Linked DNA regions of Mus musculus: regions 2, 3, 4 and 5 are each linked to region 1. Evidence: chromatin contacts called from public Hi-C, HiChIP or PLAC-seq and promoter capture Hi-C data. All regions are on one chromosome and are shown on one strand. The core of a region is the stretch at or near the end of the contact, and the rest is flanking DNA. Distances in the headings are between cores, read along the strand shown. Region 1 holds the start of Cers4 (ceramide synthase 4). Region 2 holds the start of Zfp358 (zinc finger protein 358). Region 3 holds the start of Pex11g (peroxisomal biogenesis factor 11 gamma). Region 4 holds the start of Insr (insulin receptor). Region 5 holds the start of Arhgef18 (rho/rac guanine nucleotide exchange factor (GEF) 18).

Evidence for each region. Promoter capture Hi-C pulls out the DNA fragments that hold promoters and counts their contacts. Hi-C and Micro-C count contacts between places; a contact is called where the count stands out from the background. HiChIP or PLAC-seq counts read pairs in DNA pulled down with a chosen protein or histone mark.
Region 2: a contact with region 1 is called in an H3K4me3 HiChIP or PLAC-seq map of embryonic stem cells, with 5 times the contacts expected there. The contact joins the promoter of Zfp358 here to the promoter of Cers4 in region 1. A contact is called at or near these places in 1 of 39 promoter capture datasets (pre-B cells) and 1 of 115 datasets of contacts at active chromatin or transcription factors (embryonic stem cells).
Region 3: a contact with region 1 is called in a promoter capture Hi-C map of pre-B cells. The contact joins the promoter of Pex11g here to the promoter of Cers4 in region 1. A contact is called at or near these places in 10 of 39 promoter capture datasets (the HPC-7 cell line, cranial neural crest, embryonic stem cells and 4 more) and 2 of 115 datasets of contacts at active chromatin or transcription factors (embryonic stem cells and large pre-B cells).
Region 4: a contact with region 1 is called in a Hi-C map of cardiomyocytes, with 2.7 times the contacts expected there. The contact joins the promoter of Insr here to the promoter of Cers4 in region 1. A contact is called at or near these places in 2 of 39 promoter capture datasets (hippocampal neurons and pre-B cells), 1 of 484 Hi-C or Micro-C datasets (cardiomyocytes) and 1 of 9 other capture datasets (liver).
Region 5: an H3K4me3 HiChIP or PLAC-seq map of pro-B cells shows a contact between it and region 1, with 4 times the contacts expected there. The contact joins the promoter of Arhgef18 here to the promoter of Cers4 in region 1. A contact is called at or near these places in 2 of 39 promoter capture datasets (pre-B cells and stem cell-derived epiblast-like cells) and 1 of 115 datasets of contacts at active chromatin or transcription factors (pro-B cells).

Annotation. Positions count from the first base shown.
Region 1 is chr8:4,490,752-4,494,839 of GRCm38.p6, forward strand. Cers4 (ceramide synthase 4) reads left to right here and starts at 2,654. Exons shown (of 11, transcript NM_026058.4): 1 at 2,654-2,839.
Region 2 is chr8:3,491,627-3,495,520 of GRCm38.p6, forward strand. It overlaps Zfp358 (zinc finger protein 358), which reads left to right and starts at 1,512. Exons shown (of 2, transcript NM_080461.2): 1 at 1,512-1,683; 2 at 3,756-3,894. The coding sequence starts at 3,794.
Region 3 is chr8:3,464,919-3,469,332 of GRCm38.p6, forward strand. It overlaps Pex11g (peroxisomal biogenesis factor 11 gamma), which reads right to left and starts at 2,730. Exons shown (of 5, transcript NM_026951.3): 1 at 2,654-2,730; 2 at 865-1,053. The coding sequence starts at 2,713. It also overlaps a transcript of Tex45 not described here.
Region 4 is chr8:3,276,857-3,280,956 of GRCm38.p6, forward strand. Insr (insulin receptor) reads right to left here and starts at 2,761. Exons shown (of 21, transcript NM_010568.3): 1 at 2,173-2,761. The coding sequence starts at 2,272.
Region 5 is chr8:3,351,393-3,355,359 of GRCm38.p6, forward strand. It overlaps Arhgef18 (rho/rac guanine nucleotide exchange factor (GEF) 18), which reads left to right and starts at 2,045. Exons shown (of 29, transcript NM_001370668.1): 1 at 2,045-2,338. The coding sequence starts at 2,335. It overlaps Gm30369 (a long non-coding RNA gene), which reads right to left. Exons shown (of 5, transcript XR_870091.2): 2 at 3,461-3,528; 3 at 2,314-2,415.

The DNA of each region.
Region 1 (4,088 bases), core at 1,404-3,903:
CTTTCTTCCTAAATTGGTTTTGTCAGAATGTTTTATTGTAGCAACAAAAAAGTAATTAAGACAGAGGGGAGCAGCACAGAGTTGCTTCCTGGGTCATAGCACTTAGTAGCTTCCTTAATCATTTGAGCCTCACATGGATGGGAAGATTATACAGGGGGTCAAAGTCGGGGTGGGGGTGGGGTGGGGTGGGGGCTAGTGATAGGGTATAGCTCAGTGAGAGAGTGCTTTTCAAGCATGTGAAAGACCCGAGAAACACACACACACACACACACACACACACACACACACACACACCGACAACACCTCAAATGGTGGCTCACATTTTTAATCCAAGTTTAGAAATTAGTGGAGACAGTTGGATTAGAAGGTCAAAACCATCCTCAGGAACATAGGGATTTTGAGACCAGCTTGAAATATAAGAGATTCTGTCTCAAAAAATAAAAATAACAATGAAAAATAACTGAAAAGCAACAAAAGAAAATCTGCAAGAGAAAGCATGGGAGCCTCGATTTCTCAGGCTTGAGGTCCAGCCTTAGTTAGGGTCCCCTTCCCAGACGATACATACTGCATCCACCAGACAATACATACTGTATCCACCAGACGATACATATTGTATCCACCAGACGATACATGCTGCATCCACCAGACGATACAAGCTGCATCCACCAGATGATACATACTGCATCCACCAGACATACATGCTGCATCCACCAGACGATACATACTGCATCCACCAGAGGATACATATTGCATCCACCAGACGATACATGCTGCATCCACCAGACGATACATACTGCATCCACCAGACGATACATATTGTATCCACCAGACGATACAAGCTGCATCCACCAGATGATACATGCTGCATCCACCAGACGATACATACTGCATCCACCAGACGATACATACTGCATCCACTAGCTTAGAAGTCTATTATCTCATGCCAGCCAGGCACAGCTTCCTCTGTCTCTCTAAACCCTGTCTTTAGATCTTTTGTCTGCCTTTTAAATCTTTTGGGTATACCATCTTCCTTCTATTGACCACCCCTGGGTCATGCTTTCCAGAACGACAAACTCCTCTATCTTCCATAATGCTCCTCTCATGCAACCCAAGTCCAAAATGAGTCATACCTCTACCCAGAAGTCAAAAGGCTTTTGGGAGTTGCTTCTCTTCTACTCCCATGTCCTGGCTATTGAACTCAGGTTGTCAGGCTTGGTGACAGACAGTTTTACTTGCTGACTTGCCTTGTCAGCTGAGGTTTCTTGTAATCTGTTAATTTACTCGGCTTCAGAGAGCCAGAAGTAGCTTCTTCCAAGGACACCCAACTACTTCCAGACTGTGGAGCAGGCCTAGGCATGCAAGTAAAAAGCTGACACCCCACTCTTCTTCAGCCATCCAACTTTGGTTGTAACTTCCACTGAACATTTCTCCATGACCCTTGTACACTCAAATCCTCCACTTCTCTGTGGACCTCTGGCTTGTATTTCCATGTCACTATCAAGATAAGTGGCTCCCATGGTCTAAGTGCTTGGGAATACCCTGTGTGACTTTCCTCTTTCACATTGGCATCTGGTCTATATATCACCCTTGGCTTATCAAACTCAGGGACACCTGTATACTAGACAAGCAGTCTACCTTCTGAGCTAGGCTTGATGTCCTTATATTATATTCTCTTTTACAAAGATGACAAGTTATTAGAAGTCTCTTCTAACTGCTTGCCCTAGAATTGTCTTTCCTCTGGTTGTACTAGGCAAGGAGAGGCCAACATCCTCCTGCATTATCCTAGGTCAAACAGTGGAAACAGCTATCACCCACTCTGACTTGTATCTCAGCTTAATCTCTCAGATCTTGCCTGATCTTTGCACCTCACAAAACCATAGCCGACATATTAATGTAATCTCCCTTCTCCTTTTCAATCCTGTGGACAGCTTCTTGGTGGGCCCAGGCCCAGCAATCCTCTAGGTTGGTCTGACCGACTCCAAGTACTGATGCCCTGGGGTGCTGAGGCCTGCAGAACGATCCAAGCTTCCTTTGCAGAGCCTAGCAGTGCATCTGAGAAACAGAGTGCAGGCAGAAAGACAAGCCAGAGCATCACAAAGAAGAGACCTAGAACTGGAAAACAAGATCCAGAGAGAGTGCCTAGTAGACGCTGCTGGGTTAAAACGTCAGAGATATGCTCTGCAGAAACCTACAGCATGGCTGGAGAAAGGCCAGGTGCCCACAACAGCCTCCGGTCGGGGCGGGGCCTGATAAGGCTGGACTGGGCTGGGGACCAGGCCTTGCCAGTTAGAGGAAGAGGCTGAAAGCAGGGATTGGGGTGAGGAGTAGCAGACCAGAGGTTGAGTGGAGTTGGGGGCGGGTCCTGGTGGCGGCGGCGGGTAGGGGGCTGTGGGCGGGGCCTGGAAACTGAAGGAGCTGGTAATAGTCTAGGGCGAGGCTGGAGGGAGGGTCCCAAGGTGCAGGATTAGGGGCTCAGGGCGGGGTCTGGAGGAGACAAACGACTATAAGGTGGGGGTCTAGGGAGGGGCCTGGTGGCGTGGGGGCGAGGCCAGGCCGCCGGTTGGGCAGTTTAGGACTCAGGGTTTTGGACCAAGCGGTTCTTTGGCCCACTGGGCCCGACCGCACTGAAGCCACGCCCTTTTCCCCTGCTCAGACCACGCCCAAGGCCCCATCAAACTCCTCCCGGAGGCCCCCTCCGGTCCTATTTCCTCCCTCGCGGGTGGAGGCTCTGTAGCGAGGAGTTTCTCGGCCCAGAGCGGTCTGCGGCTTGTCTAAGGCATCTTCGGATTAGCTGATCTCCGCACCGCCTCGGCCTGCATCTTGCTTTCTGAACCTCCAGGTAAGCAATCACCCCTCTCTGGGGGCGCCGCCCTAGTAGATACCCTCGAAACATTCCTCTCCTCCAGGGCTAAGAGCAGTCCGGCTCGGAGCCAAAACAGTCATTTAGTTTCCCATCATTTCTCCGACAAGGTATTTCTCAGAGTTTCCCATCTGGTCGGGGATCAGGTTGCATTCTGATCTGAGAGCTGTGGTGCCCCCATGGAGCAGGTGCAGGTGGTGGACATGAATAGAAAACGCGCGGGAGAGAATGGGGGTTGTCGTGACGTGGGGAATCCGGACATGTGAACAGGCACTGCGCCACAGGAATGTCTGTCACTAGAGAATTTGTACGGAGCGCCTGCTGGGTGCTACCGACCCGACAGGCGAAGGCCGAAGGCCGCAGACACAGAGATTCGGGAACCACGTAGACCCAGCCTCTGGGAAACAAGGGAGTGTGTAGAGCACTATCCAAATCCTGGAGGAAGGAGGTTGAAGTGTTGTGAGGAAGCCTATGGTGTCTGAGGGAAAGGGGCAGCCTGTCATGAGGGCACCTGCTATGGAGAGCTTTCTGGGCCCAGGCCACAAAATCCTAGGGAAATGGCCAGGCTGGTGTATTTGCAGACCAGAAAAGAGGCTGGAGTGTATACAGGGAAGAAAGGAGGTAGGGAGTGGTTGACCAGGGCTTGGAAGACAATGAGGAGCCCACAGCTCCATCCTCCGGGCTGTGTGTACAAGGGATGTTTAAGGCAGCAAGCAACAGCCATCTGATTGTGTCTTGAGAGGAAGACCCTGCCCTATGCTGGGAAAGTTGAAAAGACACCAGGGCAACCTGGACGTCTGGCTGGACCCCTGATGGAAGGTGCGTGAAGTGATAAGAGGTAAGTTAGAAATTCTGTGTTTCCCCCCAAGAATTGTGTTTCATGCTTGTTTGGAAGTGAGATGTGAGGAAGGTCTGTGTGAAGCTTTCCGAGGTGGTCTTCTGAGAATTTGGAAGGGGCCTTATTTTATTTGGGGGAAGGGCTAGGTTGAATCTAGGGCCTCATGCTAGACAAGCACTTTGCCGCTGCAGCACTTTGGTTGCTTCCTTCCTTCCTTCGTGTGTGTGTGTGTGTGTGTGTGTGTGTGTGTGTGTGTACGTGTGTGTGTGTGTACACTAACTTGTGGTGTCAATGTGTGTATGCATGTGTGTGTGCATCTATGTGTGTGTGGAGGCCAGAGATTGACTTCTTATGCCTTCCTCTCTCACTCTCCATATTAGTTCCTGAGAC
Region 2 (3,894 bases), core at 262-2,761, 1.0 Mb before region 1:
TGCGGTGGAGGGAGCTGGGGCTTTAAAGTGTGGTCTAGAGCCTTCCTTGGTCCTGGCTAACGTCTTCCAGAAATCAGCTCTTGGTCCAGCCTCCTGGACTGCCTCTGGTGTCACCTGTCATTTGAATAGGAAGCTGAGAAAATGGAAGGATCAGAGGGCAAAAGGTTACCTAAAATTAGTGAAAGATTCTACTATCAACAAAAACTCTGTGTGTGTGCACTTGTGTGATAGAGACAGGGGAGGGGGAGAACTTGTACTTACACATATATGTGGACTAGAGAGATTGACTTCAGGTGTCTTCCTCAATGGGTCCCACCTTATTTTAATTTTTTAAAATTGCATTTATTTATGTAGTGGTGTGTGTATATCTTCCATGTGGAGGTTAGAAAATAGTTTGATCTTTCCACCCATGTTGGTCCTAAGGAATCAGACTCGGGTCCTTGGCCTTTCACCAAGCACCTTTACCCACTAAGCCACTTGGTTGTCCCTCCAACCTTACTTTTTGAGACACAGTCTCACAATGACCCTGGGAGCTCACTGATTCAGCTAGACTGGCTGGCCAGTGAGCCCTTGGGTCTTCTTGCCTCAGCCACCTCAAAGCTAGGATTCTAGATACCCACCACTGAATCTGTCCTTCCACATAGGTGACAGAGATCTCAAGCCAGGTCTTCAGCTTCTGCAACAAGCAGTTTACCGACTGGGTCACCTCTCTAACCACCTGTCTTACCACAAACCATCACCCACTGAGCCATTTTGACAGCCCTAAACTTTCTGAGATAATACTAGATGAAGAAAAGACAAGTGCATATTTAAATTGCAGGCCTTCTCAAAGCACACCCTCCCCCGGCCTCTTGCTTATATAATTTGAGTATCATGATAGCTGGTGTTTGAAACAAGATAGAGAAATGAAAAAGAAGGCAAGACAAAGGTAGGCAGAGACAAAAGGCAGAGGCAGAGAAAATGACTGGGCCAGAGGCAAAGAAATTAAAAGAGGAAAAAATAAATTACGGTAGAGAAGGAGAATGGGGAAAAAAGGAGGACTGGAGAGATAGTTCAGCATGTAAAAGTGCACGGCCAAGCCTGCAGACCCTGGTTCTATCCCTGGGATGGAATAAGGAGAGAACGGACTCCTGGAACTTATCTACTGATTTCCCCATGCGCAACACGGCATGCATAGGCACTGAATCCATTTTTTAAAGAAGATAATGAAAGAGATGGAGAGGAGGGGACAGAATGGAAGAAAGATGGACAGATGGAGACAGAGATACAGATGGAGAGTCAAGATCGGGGGTCGGAGAAGGGGCCCGAAAAGTCACATGGGTGCATGGAGGGTTAGGGTGGCGCGGGTTGGTAGGGCGCAAACAAAGACTGGACGCGCGCCAGCTCGGGTGGCCCTGGTCGGGACAAAGGCTTGGCCCGGGGGCGGGGGGGTGGGGTGGGGCGGCGCGGGGGCAGCGATGGCGCCGGCCGCGGAGGGCTCGAGCGAACTACAAGTCCCAGCAGCTCCCGCAGCGGCCCTCGGCCGGCCCCTCTCGCTCCCCGGGAGTGCCTGGCGGGGCCGCTGGGCCGAGGGGGCCGCCAGCGGGTCTGGCGATCGGTGGGGTTTCCTGCAAGCCTGGGGCGGGGAGACACCGGCTGGCCAGCGCGAGTGCAGCCAGGCCGGGCAGGGGCGAGGGGCATCGGGTGAGTGACCCCGAAAGCGGATCGGGCTGGATTGGGGAAGGCTGGACAAAAGGGGGAGGTGGTTGGGAGGAGACCCCTCAACACTAAGAGCAGGGTGCGGGGCGCGGCCCCAGGCTATCTCTACGCACCCCTTGCAGAGTACATGGTGCCAGCGCTCTACTTGGGGGGTCAAGGTGGCGGACGCGGTGGGAAGGGGGTCCGGAGGAGCTCAGGCCTAGTACGTTTATCCGGCCAACGGCGGGACCACCCCCTAATCTACAGTGAATCTGAGATCCGGATGGGTGGAGGCGCCCGCTAGCTCGGAACCCACAGAACAGAACACCTCCTTGTTTCAGAAGGGGGTTCTTTTTTTCTGGAAACCAAGAGAAGCTTGGGGCATTGTTCTTCCTATGTGGGACTTTATACTCCATAGTGTGTGTGTGTTCAGAAGGGAGGTGTCGTGTTACCTCAAGAATCCCAAGAAAAATCCCAGTTATTGTTATCTTCCACATTCAGTCTTAGGATGTAGAGCTCTGGAAGCTCATTTTCCCAAGAGATGATCGGGGTGCACCTGCCCTCTGCACATCTACGAGACAGATGTGAGTTTCCATTCAAGATGGGAGTTCATGAGGCTGCTTCCTTCGAAGGCAATCTAAAAATACCTTGTCTCCAGAAATCTGGGCGGAGACCCCGGGGTACTGCCCACTAATCTCCAGCAGTTGGGCCTAGGTAGAGAAACTGTTGGGGGAAACTCAGCGCCCCTCTGTGTACTATCTCCTGACTGTGAGGTTGGGGTCAGGTAGGTCTCCCTAGTCCCCTGGAGCCCAGCCCAACAAAGAGTTCACTTAGCCCCAAGGTAGAGAGGTGTTACTCTTTCTCCACATCTGCCTCTTTCCCTAAAACAGTCTTCATACCCTAATCAAGGAGTGTGTGGTTCAGGAACTCCCTTCCCTTGAAGACATTCCTCCTCAGCCCTCTGTGCCCCACCCCCCAGTTCTCTCTGTAACCCCCCAGAGGCCCCCCCCCAAGCTATAGTTATCACCGGCTCTTCACCAAGGGGTTAAAATCCACAATCTTATAAGCCAATTGGAAAATTGCTATATTAACTGCTCTCTCCACCCTCTGGCTGTGGAGTTCTTAGTGATCCTTCTGCCCCTTTCCCCAGAAGGGGGCCATGTATGCACCCCTCCTTAGTTTTGAAAAACGTTATTATTTTGTAGCCCAGGCTGATCAGATCTGCCAGCCTCATCCTCAAAAGATGCTGGGATAACAGATGTGTGCCACCACTGCTAGCTCAGGTTTCCACTCCCTGTCCTCTGGTTTAAGACAGAACATATCTCACTCAAGCTAGAATTCTAGAGAGGTCTAGAATTCTTTCCTGGAAGCAAACAAGGAGCCCTGCAGTTTTCACCGTGACAGAGAAGGACTACTAGGTATCCTTAACTTCCCATCCTTACCACTACCCATTCTACTTCGGTAAGACAAGTCACACACATTCCCCTCTTTATCAGGGACCCCCAGATCTACCAGTTTGCAGGGTGGGGCAAGAATTCAGACCATGACCTCATGAAAAAAGAACCACAACACCCTTTCCCCCAGATTTAGGGTATCAGATCTGAGAACCGCCTTCCATAACACCCAAGTCCACGTACTACATAGAGCTCGGGATGGGGGTCTGGGATGCCGCTCAGAGGGTGGAGTGCTCATCTACCATTCAGGAAACCAGTACCACATAAGCTGAATATGCTTGTGCACTCCCTGTACTTCCGCACAGGAGGTTGAGGCAGGAGTATAAGTAGTTTAACATCCTCCTTGATTACGAGTTGAGAGACAGCTGGAGCTATGCAAGCCCCTGTTCAAAAAAAAGAACAAGATCCCAAGATGGCCCCCATCCAGGTTTGAGGTGAAAAGTGAGAGTCCCAGCACTAGGATCCTTCTCTTCCAAATCCTAGCTGGGACACCGGTTAGGACTCTTCCTGTGGTTAAAGTCAAGAACAAGAACTGTATATGTTCACCAGGGACTTTGGTGTGGCATGGCCAGTCCTCTCTCCCCAAGAACCTCCCTCCACCAACCTCCTGTCCTCATACTGCAGGTCCTGTTCCAGAAGCTGCAAGCAGTTCTACTTTCAGGATGAGGCGCTCAGTTCTGGTTAGGAATCCGGGCCATAAGAATCTTAGGCCCCTTTATGGAGACCTTCACTCAGACCCAGAAGACCTGGACTCCAGTCCCAA
Region 3 (4,414 bases), core at 1,480-3,979, 1.0 Mb before region 1:
TGATGGGGACAGTCTTTCTCCCGACTCCTCTCACCAAGCTAGCTGTCCTTCATGCTTCTGGGGACTCTCCTGTCTGCACATGTCACCTCCCTGTAGAAATGCTACTGTCAGAGGCATTACCTTAACAAGATGTATGTGGGCCTGAGATTCGAACTCAGGTCCTCATACTTGTGCATCAAGCACTCTATCCACTGAGCCATGTGCACAGTCTGTCCTGTTTGTTTGTTTCTGAGACTGTCTCTCTCTCAGTCCTGAAGCTCACTAAATAGGCCAGGCGGCCTGGGCAAATGGGATTCCCCCAAGGATCTTCCCATCTGTGCCTCTCCAAAATGGGATTACAAATGTGGGCCTCCACCCCCAGCTTATTTTACATGGGTTTTGGGAATCACACTCAGGTTCTCAGGATTACACAATTATTTCACCGACTGAACTATCTCCCTAACCCAGATCTTAAACCTCAGATCCACTTGCCTCTATTTCTCAAGTGCTAGGATTACAAGTGTAGGCCACCACCCCTGATGTGGGGACTTTCGAAGTGTGTGTGTGGGGGGGGGGGGGGAGTGTTCTCTGTCCATCTAAACTCAGATGATCAGTTTACCTGCCTGGTGAGTTTGGGAGTATGGCTCAGCAGCAGAGCCCCTGCCTAGAATCCTCCACTGAGGGGCAGTATATGTAGCTTAACAGTAAAGTGCTTAAGTAAAATGTGCAAGGCTCCAGTTCTGTGGCCAATACTACCATAACAAATAGTAAGATCACCCAGTAGGAAGCACTTTGGAGCAAGCCCTTAAAACATCCATGGAAGCCACTGCTCTTGATCCTTGGGAAGTTCAATTTCCCTCTCCCTACAGCCCCATTAACCATTACCTTTGTTCCCAGGCCATACTGCTTAGTGTAGACAAACATGGCCAGGTCATCAAAGAGTCTCAAGACAGTCCTGCAATGATTGAACTGGGCTGACACCACCAGCAAGCGCCTTCCCACTTCGGACCTGTTGGGGCATTGTTCCACTAGGACCCCACCGATCAGCTGGCAGCAATACCCCAGTGTCCGGATCTGTGGGAGACCAGAATCGGTTACCATGGTTCCAATCATGGCTGAGCTGCAATCCCCTACCACACACCCAGCCATGGACACTTTAGGATGGAAACTGGAAAGAGTTGCTGGGCACGGTGGATCAGGCCTATACTTGTCAGTACTTGAGAAACAGAGGCAGGAGGATCACCTCCAAGTTTAAGGCCAGCCTGGGCTACTGAGATCCTGTCTCAAAAAAACCCAGAAAGTTCTAAGAGTCATCAAACTGCCAACCCAATCTGAAAGGTTTTTATCTTTTGTTTCTTTCTTTTGGTTGCTGAGGCTGGGTCTCACGTTCACCTCACTCACTGCATAGCCCAGCAAGTCACTGCCATGCCCCTGCCTCAGCATCCGCAAGGCTGTAATAACAAGCATGGGGCACTTAATCTGGCTAAAACTGAAAGCTTCTTTCGTTCTCTCTTCCTTTTTTAAAAGATGTAACATTATTCTAATTTGTTAATTTGAGACGGGGTCTCCGTAGCCCAGGCTAACCAGACACCGTGGTCATGATTAGAATTCCTGATCCTCCTGTTTCCACCTCCCAAACTCTGGAATGAGAGGTGTACAAGCATCTGGTGTACTTGAGACTGAGACCAAATCGTGCACAATGCACAAGCACTCTACCAATTGAGCCAACATCCCAGGCAAGGCAGAAGTTAAGAGGAGAGCTTGACATCAAAATCCAAAAAGTGCCACATAGCCGGGTGTGGTGAGGCACACCTGTCATCCCAGCCAGTATTTGGGGAGCTGAGGCATAAGGACAAGAAAGTTCAGGGTCAGCCTGGACTACAAGGTAAGTTATAGGCAACCAGAACTTCATAACAAGGTCCTGTTTCAACAAAGAAAGAAGAGGGGAAGAGAGGAGAGGGGAAGGGGAGGGGGGGAAGAGTTGCCATGGGGAGTCCCATTAGAGTGCTAGCTTGCTCACCAATGGTTGAAATGACAGAAAACAAAACTATTTCCCACCTCCTGGGCTCTCCTTTGCCCACAGGCAGGGGCATAAGGCTCTTCCGCCTAGCTCTGCCTTTAGCAGGACTGAAAAAGCAGTCTAGGTGGCAAAATAGCCATTTGCTTGGAAGACTTTAGAGAGGGGCCATTCAGTAAGACACTTAGAACACGGAAATTTAGCAGGCTCACCGCCCTTGTATCTTTGTTTCTTTTGTTTTGAGACAGGGTATCCTGTAGCCCAGGCTGGCCTTGAACTCCTGATCTTTCCATTAGAAGTGCCGAGATCACTGGCTTGTGCCAATATATCTGGTTTGTGCGGTGCTGAGGAAGGACCTAAAGGTTTCGTCTATGCTAGGAATGCAGTGGGCTACAGTCCCAGATCTTTTATTATTTCACTTGCTTATCAGAAATGATTAGTTTCAAGCTGTGTGTGATGGCACACACCTGTAATCCCAGCAATTCGGGAGGCTGAGGTAGGAAGTTCTCAGGTAAGACACCAGCCTGCCGACAGCCTGCTGTCATGTAAGACACCGGTCCCTTTAGGACCCCCTCTCTGGCCTGTTTTCCTCATCTCTGAGACCTGACCAAACTCCAGGTCACTCCGGTCCCGCCAAGGCCCCAGACTTCCTCTCACCAGGCGGTCCCGGACCCGGTGGGACTCCAGCGCGGAAGCCAGACGGTTCAGCAGAGCCATGGCAACTCGGTCGTGACGTCACCCAGGGCGGGGTCAAACTCCTTTGGAAAGGTCCGAAGGTCCGCGCAGGCGCAACTGCCTGCCCTTTGTCCGAGTACTGCTACCTTGTAGGCGTGCTAGCCCGAACCCAGTTTGCAAATGTATTACTGCCACGTCTGTCCTCCCTGCCCACGGACACCCAGAATGACCTTCTAAGCCTGTTGAAATTCGCTCCACCGCTGCTTAGGCAACTCCGCAAGCAAAATGTTTCAAAAATTAATTCATTGCCTACGGGCGGGGGGGGGGGGGAGCGGGGAGTGGGGACAATCAAAAGCTTCACTTGTGGGCTTCATGTACCTGCTTTATCAGTTTGTCTGTTCTGAGCATCTGTGACTGGTGTACTCTCACAAGGCATCTTGATTTTCACTTTCTTTGAGGGGTGATTAGATTTCTTTCTTTTTTTTTTTTTTTTTTTTTGAGGATTTCATTTAGTTCACGCTATCTTTGAACTCACCATGTGCTCAAACTGGCCTTACACTCCTTATTTAGTCTCCCAAATGCTGGATGATAGGCATGTGGCACAAGGCTCCAAGACATCATTAGATATGTTATATTAGATATCATTAGTTACCTGGCTAAAAGGCACCTTTAGAAGAAAAATGAGCTCGGCAGGGAACAAGTACCTTTAATCCCAGCATTCAGGGGGCAGAGGTTCTCCGTGAGTTCCAGGCTAGCCAGATCTACATAGGGAGCTCTGGGCCAGCAGGATGGCACAGTTGGTAGAGGCGCATGTAGGTCAAGCCTGAAGACATGAGTTCCATCCTTGGGACTGGCATAGTTGAAAGTAAGAACCCACTCTGGTGCTAGCTGTCCTCTAACCTCCACAGTTATGGTGTGGTGCACATGCGCGTGTGTGTAAAAACAACTACAAAATAGTCAAAGTTCTCTTCCACTCTTCCTTCCAGGAAGGACAAAAGTTGATCGCTAAAGGTGTTTGATCCATATCTACCTGAGCAGGGCACCCAGAGAATTCACCTTAACCAGCTGTGTTTTGTTTTGTTTTGCTTTGTTTTGTTTTGTTTTTTTGTTGTGTTTGGAGGAGTGAAGACACAAGTATTTTGAGTATTTGTTTTGAAACAAGATCTTATGTAGTCCAAGCTGGGCTCCAACTGAATTAATTTGTAGCCAAGACTGGCCTTGGACTCCTCCTGGTCCTCCTGCCTCAACCTCAGAAGTGCTGGCATGACAGGTGTGTGCCACCAAGTCTGGTTTGTGTGGTGCTGGGATGGAACCCAGAGCTCTCTGCATGGTAAGCTAATGTTCTATACTGAGCCACATTCACAGACCCCAGAACAGTATTTTTTTTTAAAAAGATTTATTTATTATTATAAGTACACTGTAGCTGTCTTCAGATGCACCAGAAGGGGGCATCAGATCTCACTATGAATGGTTGTGAGCCATCATGTGGTTGCTGGGATTTGAACTCAGGGGCTTCAGAAGAGCAGTCGATGCTCTTAACCACTGAGCCATATATATATGTGTGTGTGTGTGTGTGTGTGTGTGTGTGTATAACATATATATATAATATATATAGTGTATAACAATAAATAATATGTATATATTATTTATTATATATATAATATATGTGTGTATAACATATATTATATATATATATAGTGTATAACAATAAATAATTTTTTTAAAAAGAGGGAAAAAGAAAGA
Region 4 (4,100 bases), core at 1,511-4,010, 1.2 Mb before region 1:
ATGTAAGTCTAGGGATGAAACCCAGGGATTTTGTGTGTGCACAGGGAGGGCTACACTCTGGCCACACACCCAGTATATTTACTGCACAAACCCCAATGTCTTGGCTTTCTGTGTGCCATTAGGGAACAATGTTTATATGCACCTACTATGTGTCCAGCACTGCTCAGGTTCTAACATCGGTGAGGAACAAACACCAGGCCCTATCCTTGTGAACACTGCATGTATATTTAAAAGCCCCCAGAAGCTCTGTCTCCTGGGCTCAGGAAGTCCAGACATGGACAAACAATCAATTACCAAAAAATGTAAAAGCAGAGCTCAAGGTACAACACTATGCGCCCAAGTGCACAGGTGCATATACAACATAACCCTACTTCCTTAAGGCCTCAGAGAGCAATGTAGATGTTAACAATCTTGGATTTTTCTAATAAGAACCCAAACCATGGACTGGCTCCGTTTTTACTTACTGAGATGGATGGCTCAGTAAGTCAAAGCACTTGCTGCCCGAGCATGAAAACCTGAGTTCAGATCTCTCCACACCCACCTAAAAGCCAGCACTTCAGCATACATCTATCTATAACTCTAGTGATAAAAAGAGGTGAAGGGAGAGGGGGAACTGGCACTCACAGGCTAGGCAGTGCGGCCAAATCAGCAAACTCAAGGTTCATTGAGAGACCCTGACTCAAAACACAAGGCTGAAAGTGACAGAGACAAACACTGGATGTCAACCTAGGTCCTCTACAAACACACAGGCACAGGAGTGCACACGCGAACACACATGCACACGCACGAACACGTGCACTCGGGCACAAACCAAACCAATGGCCATTCCTCATTGAGTACCTTCTGTATATCGGATCCTGGGGGCCTCAGAGACATTACCAGTTTAGCAGACCCACTCCACAAGATCAACCCAACCTGTTCCATAATCCTGCACCCTCCTCCCAACACACACATCTCCCTCATTCACAAAAGCGTGGCAGTTCCTTCTCTCCTTGACCCCTTCCCTATTGTAATTAATTTCCATTTTCAGAGAAAGCTGAACCAGTAACTCAAAAGACATTTGTCATTGCATGTTTTTTGAAACAGTGTCTAACTAGCCTCAAAACTCACTCAATAGCTGGGCTTGCTTCAAACAACTCGCTATCCTCCTGCCTTGGCCATAACCAAGCACAGAACTATAAGACCAGCCTCTGAACAAATGGGCTAACTGAACCTCATTTTAGCCCTCTCTGAAATGGGTATGTAACTATGTTGGCCTCCAGGGAACACTGGGAGGTTCTAGCGCTAACCAGCCTGGAGACTCATAATCATTCTAATTATAACCATCCTGAAAACTACCCCTACTGTTACTATGATTGCTGTGGGGCCAAAGGTATGCAGACTTTGCCTCTAGACATCTGGAAGTAGAGAATTATAAACATAGCAGCCACAAGGGGTCGATTCTCCAACAAGTGTCCTCCGTCGAAGAGGATACCCCTGGCTTTGGGTTTAAACTGCTCAGATGTCTGAATCTGTTGCAACCCAGTAACCATACTTACTTAAAGCAACCTCAAAGAGCCTCAGAGGACAGATTTGGGGTTAGAGAAAAGAACAGACACAGTTGAGAGGTGCACTGGGGACAGACACCCGAAGCCTGGGCGGGCACTGGGGCAAGGTTCCTCAGACCCGAGATGGACACACGCGGGGTACAGAGCCACAAGCCCAGTGAGCAAAGGCCAAGGTCAGCCGGGGTTTCACGCAGGGCCAGGGCCACCAAACCCACTCTTCCCCTTCCCCAGTGTAAAGATGATCACTATAGGGAGGGGACTCTTCATAGACACAAGGACGCTACGGGAGTCTTCAACCTTCAGTCCGTGGAGAGGGGGCTCTAGGTTGATGGAAGAAGAACGAGAAATGTCCACAACTCTCGTGAAAGGACTATATTGCTGGAGTGGTGAAATGGGTGTCTGTAACCCTGACTCCTTGGTGGGGCCTGGGGGGCTCTAAGTTGTATGGAGCAATGGGAAGGGTTGTCCCCATTACTCAGCCCAAAGGGAGAATTCTCTAGGTTGGCTGTGGCGGTGGAGAGGGGTGTCCCCGACCCTCACTCCTTAGGGTGAGGGTTCTAGATTGGCTGGGGCGGTGGGAGAAGTGTCCCCGACATACTGTGATCGCCTCTTGTCCCAGACTTACCCTCTCCAGGGTACAGGTGGCCGGCTGTGCCCACCAGCAACGCGGCCACGGCCACCAGCAATGGCACAGCCGTCGTCTCACATCCTCTCCCGAAGCCCATAGCAGTAGGAGTGCTGGGACCCCGGCGATCAGAGCACGCCACGCCGGCCTACTGGGGACATACTCCGTGAGAAGGTCTCTGGAGAGGCGCTCGGGGCCGCACGTCCTTCTCTTCCACGCCCGTGGCTCACAGGCCGCAGCTCTCCAGCCTAGAGGGCCCTGGGGACAGTCCCGGGAAGAGCACAGAGGCCTCGGCCGCAAGCAACACCGTGGCGCGGCCCGCAGGTCACCCAGGCCCGGTCCCGTGCCCGCAATCCCAGAGTCCAGAGCTCACCGCGGTGCGTCTCCTGTCCGGGTCTCCTGCTTCTGCCCTCCGTGCAGCTCTGGGTGGGTCGCGTTGTGTGGAGTCTGAGACAGAGGGACGCGCGCACTGGAGGGCACCTGGGCTGGTGGTGGCGGCGGGAGCTAGGGCTCGACTCCAGCCCGTAAACAACGCAGCCCGTCAGCTGGGCCCGCGCGGGCCAAGGGAAAAGGTGGCGCGGATTAAGACAGGGAAGGGACTGTGCGCTCCAGTGAGGCCCGCTGGGGGGGGAGGGGGAGAAAGCCAGCAGAGCTCGGGGAGGCGTGGCCAGAGCTGGCAACGCCACGCCTCCTCGCCTCCTCGCCTCCTCGGCCCCTTTGCCCCCTTGCCCCGTAAAACCCGCAACTTCAGAGACCCGAGGCTCACTTCAGATTCTTCCAATCCCAACACCCCGAACTGCTGGCTTAGAAAGATTACGATTTAAAAGCTTGTAAGCGTTCTCAGATACCAGTGTAACATAAACACCCAAACAACTCTAAGACTCACCTGTCAAACGTCCGGAGCTGCCCATATCCGCACCTGACACGAACGCCCCCAAAGAGTCCCAAAGTTCCGATTTTAAAACCTAGGGGTCCCCAGATCCCCGCCTGACTCGAAAACCACTAAACAGGCCTGAGGTTCCAGTTTAAAAGCCTAGGGACGCCCCCAGGTCCCCTCCTGACTGCAGCAAACACAAGTAACACCGAGGTTCCAATTTAAAGGTCTGGAGCACACTCTAGATCTCCGCCAGATCTAGACACCCCAAATTACCCCGAAATAACAATTTTAAAGTCTGGAAATGCCGCCAGATACCCCAGGACATAAACACCCCAATATGCCCCTAGATGCCAGATTCAACCAAGCACATTTTGTCTTTCTTTACTCCTTTTTACTATTTTTTTGACTCCCGTGGGGAATTCACTTTAATTCTTTACCTTTGATTCTGTTTTTCTTTACAGCCTATGCTACCAATGTCTTACGAGATTCTCCCAACCCTGGCTCTCTCGAGGAGCTAGTAGGCGCCCAACAAGTTCCCTCCCCAGTGAGCTCCCGCCCAGCAGCTTGGAGGCACCAGCTTCCAGGCCACAGCCACGTGTCCACAATGCAGGCAGCCTGTATTCCCTGGCCTGCGCCCCCTCCACCCAGCACTGAATTCCAGCAGAAATCAATAAGGAAATGACTCTAGAAGAACATAACAAGGCTTCTAGAAACACGTTAGAAACTTCATATAGGATCAGAGCAGACATAACTCCATTTTCAACACACATACCAGTAGGTGGCTGTATGTCTAAGAAAGCCATTCACTAGCAGCCCTGCTCAACCACATCATGAGGCGCTAACCCTGTCGGTGCCTTAGGAATATGTGCAGTACAGAGTCCTCTATCCTTTGCTTCACATGTTCACTCAGACCCGGACTGTGGCTGCTGGTCTGTGCAATGGGTTTGACAATATCTGTAAAAAAAAAGGTAAAAATAAAAGTAAAGTGGCAAGCAATAGAGAAAGACACTTAAGGTCAACCTTTGGCCTAGCACACCACACCACACACACA
Region 5 (3,967 bases), core at 795-3,294, 1.1 Mb before region 1:
ACACAGTCGGATTCTTCTCAACAGCCTTCTTTATTTCAGGAACACCTTGCTACGGGAACTCCGGAAACCCAGGAAGGACTGCTTATATACACCCCAGCACTGGGGAGAGCTATGTGTCCTCCTGGGATTGGTCAGTCTGCCGGCACTTTGATTTGTATGCACCTGCTCGGGAGGGGTTGGCGCCAGATTCGGGCTATCGCCTGCGCAGTGGCGTTGTTTATGGCGACGGTGTACCGGAGGCCGGCGCCATCTTTTAGGCGCCCGGCTGCCTACACTAGCCCTCTGGAACTGTAAGCCAAAACACACTTTCTTCTGTTGCTCTTGCTTGTGGTGCATCCTGTGTGCCACGGCATGGCCTCACTGTCTATACTCTATGTGTGTTCACCTGTGCATACAGTTCCACATATATGTGCAGAGCCCAGAGTATAATGTGTGTCTACTCAGAGCTTTCTGCGCGTATAGACACTACTATTCTACACAGCATGTGTGTAACTGTGCTCAGCTTCTCATGTCTGTGCAAAGACCAATGTATCCACCCAGGAATCTCTGCATGTGTGAATGCTGCTATTTGTACATTACTGTTTCCCAGAGGGCCACATTTGAGAACTCACAAGAGTTTCATGCTAAGAGACCACTCACTCAGTTCCAGTGTGGAGCCAAGTTTAAACCCTTCTTCTGCTCACCTTTTCAGGTACTGGTGTACCCATCCTGGTAGGAGTGAAGATAGTCTATATTCATTCCTATTATTAAGTGTGTATGTGTGTGTGCACATGTGTGCATATGTGTGCGTGTACCTGTATGTGTATTTGTTTGTGTGTGTATATATATGAATGTATATATGCAGGTGGCTGTGGGTATGTGCGTTTGTCTGTATATGAATATGTGCTTGTGTGTGCAACTGTCTGGGGTATGTGTGTTTGTCTGTGTGTGGATATGTGCGTGTGTGTGCATGCAATTGTGTTGGGTGCCTATAGAGGTCAGAAGGGGCACAGGACCTTCTATAGCAGAAATTAAGCAGTTATGAGCCACCCAGTGTAGGTGTTGGGAACTGAACTCAGGTCCTCTAGAAGACTAGCAAGCACTCCTAACCACTGAGCCATCTCTCCAGCCCTGCGCATACCTCTTGCCTTCTATTTAAACCTACATCTAATACCAGGTCTCTAAGGATGGACTTGGAGGGGAGAGGTGGGAGGAGCAGGGGGCCGTTTGGTCCTCTTACAGGTGCAGCAACCCTGAATAGATACATTTTTTCTACTTCTCACTGTTGTTTGCCCTGGTTGCCTAGACTTCCTCTGAAGACTGGGCTGGCCTCAGATTCAGAGGTGCGCCTGTCTCTGCCTGCCCAGTGGGATTGAAGGCGTGCACCACCACATGCACTTATTTTTGAGACAATGTCTCTCACTGAACCTGGAACACTGGATCAGACTGGGTAGCCTGCCCTTCCCTGGGATTCTCCTATCTGCCAGCTCAGTACTGGAGTTCTCACAGGTGGCCTTACCACACCCTGACTTTATTTAGTCAGGTGGGGGTGGGGAACTAAAATCAATTCCACTTGCTTGCACAGCAAGCACTTGACCCTTTGAGCCATTTCCTCGACTGACTTTCTTAGAATGAGTCGCTGAATCTGGTTTGTTAGGAGACTGCCAGGACTCAAGCTCTAACCTTAACAGCTCTGGTAACAGTGCGTTAGTTGAAGAAGTGGAGTTAGCGGTAGTGGCAGTATTTACACCGGGAAAACAGACAGATACCAAGCAGAATGATCGCTGGTAGACATTTACAAACCCAGCGTTCAGCTCCACATGTTTCCATGGGTCCACACACCCACATATGTGTCTGTCCCCATGTGTGTTCCAGCGTGTGTCTGTCTAGAGACATGTGACTTGCATGTCCCATGTGTCTCTGTTTGTGTGCCCGAGTGTTAGGGTGAGGCCCTCACACCCCGTTCCTCTTCAGCAGTTGGCGCCACAGGAAGCTGCCGGGTGGGGGTTCAGTGCTGCTGCCTCCCCTCCCCTCCCCTCGTGGGAGGCTTTACATTCTTTACTTTACTTCCCCGTGACGCCTACGGCAGGTACAGGCTGAGGGTGGACTCCCAGATCCTCATAACCCACCTCCATTTGTTTTCTCCTCTCCTTGCTGACCCCTGCTGCCTGCTGCTCAATATTGATGAAGACAACCATAAAAAGCCGGTGGCTTAGAAAGAGGAAACTGGGCAGAGTTGAGCCACTCTGTGGTTAGCCTGGCTCATGTGTCCCTTGAAACCCTGGTTGTGTGACATGGGAGCTGCAAGAGCTGTTAACAAAGCCAGTTACCTACCTGAGCAAGAATCGGGAACTCATGGGTGAGTGACTATCTTGAAGAGTGGTGGGCACTTCGGGATCTGCACGTCTGAGAGTCTGTGAGGCAGGAGATTGACTCCTATAGCCGGGACACAACAGTAAGAGAGTGGGGCAGCTGTTTGCACTGCAGAGATCAGGAATCCTAAAATGACCCTGGAGGGTGCTGGGGAGATAGCTCAATTGATAGGGTGCTTGCTTAGCATGGGCAAAGTCCTGGGTTTCATCCCCAGCACTGCATAAGTCAAAGCTGGGTGTTGTACGCTGTCAAGCATCACTTGGGAGATGGAGGCAGGAGGATTAGAGGTTTAGGTTATCCTCAGCTACATAGGGAGTTCAGAGGCCACCTGGTCTAGAGGAGACCTATGATGGAGTCTGAAGGAACCTTTTGTAAGCAAAGCCTGTGTGGGGACGGAGGAGTAGGGGGCCAGGGATGAGGGAGGAAGTCTAAGCGCCTTTTCAGCAGGTGTCCGTGTTTTGCCTTGTTCTGTTTTGTTTTGCTTTTGAATCTGGGTCTCACCATGCAGTCCAGGCTTGCCTCCAACTCCCAGCATTCCTACTTGTGCCTCCCCAGTTCTGGGGTAACAGGTATGCACGCATACCACCACACTGCAGCTTGACCTCTTCACCTTTCAAAGCATTGGCTCTGGGGTTTTGTTCAGCCTTGCCTGACACAGACTTGGAGAATCCTGTCTGCAAAGCAAAATTTTAAGGCTGACATCTGCTGAAAAGCCGATCTTTCCAGGTCTTCCAAATGGGGACCACCCTCTGCTCAATAGCCCTCCAGCTGTAGGCCCTTAACCCTGGGGAGTCACTGGTGGCTCCCTTTGTGGCCCAGTTTGAGGAACCTCCCACAACAACTGCCGGAATGGAGTGAGGTGAGGAGGCAGGCTGTGGTTTGTACCAGGCACACCCAAGACTACAGTTTCCTCAGTTTCTGTTGACTTTGTGCACTCTCGGGTGTAGGAAGGCGACCCCTGGAGCCATGTATCAGTGGATTTAGAGCTGACCACTCTAACGGAGGTGGTGAGTTAGGTAGGAGACAGGCTTTGAATGTGGCTCCCACAGGGCTGACCCTCCAAGAGAGTCACCCTGGTTTCTGAGGGAAAACTCCAAGTTGTACCCACCTTTAAGCACCCTTCTTGTGACTGTAAATTCCTGTCTGAGGCAGCTTTTCATGGGTCTTGAAGAGGACCTAGGGAGATAACACAGAATAAGAACTTGGTTCAGCTCCCCTAAACTCATGAAAAAAAAAAACAGGTTTTGAGCATGGTGGTGCAGGCCTGATAGCTCAGCACTGTGGAGGCAGAGACAGGATCACTGAAGCTCTCCGACTAGCCAGTTTAGCTGAATCAGTGAACCTCAAGGAGAGTCAGGGAAAGCCGGTCTCGAAAATAAAAATAAGAAAAAATAAGGTGGGAGCCAGCAAGACGGTTCAGCAGGTAGAGGCTAAGCCTGAGGACCCGAGCCTGAGCCCTGGGATCCATACGTTGGAGAGAGAACTGACTCCTGCAAGTTGCCCTCTGACCTCTGCTCACGTTCTGTGGATTGTGCCCACACGTGCAAATTAATAATCAACTAATAATTAACTAAGTTTATAAAAAAGACAGAAAGCGATTGTGGGAAACACTCCA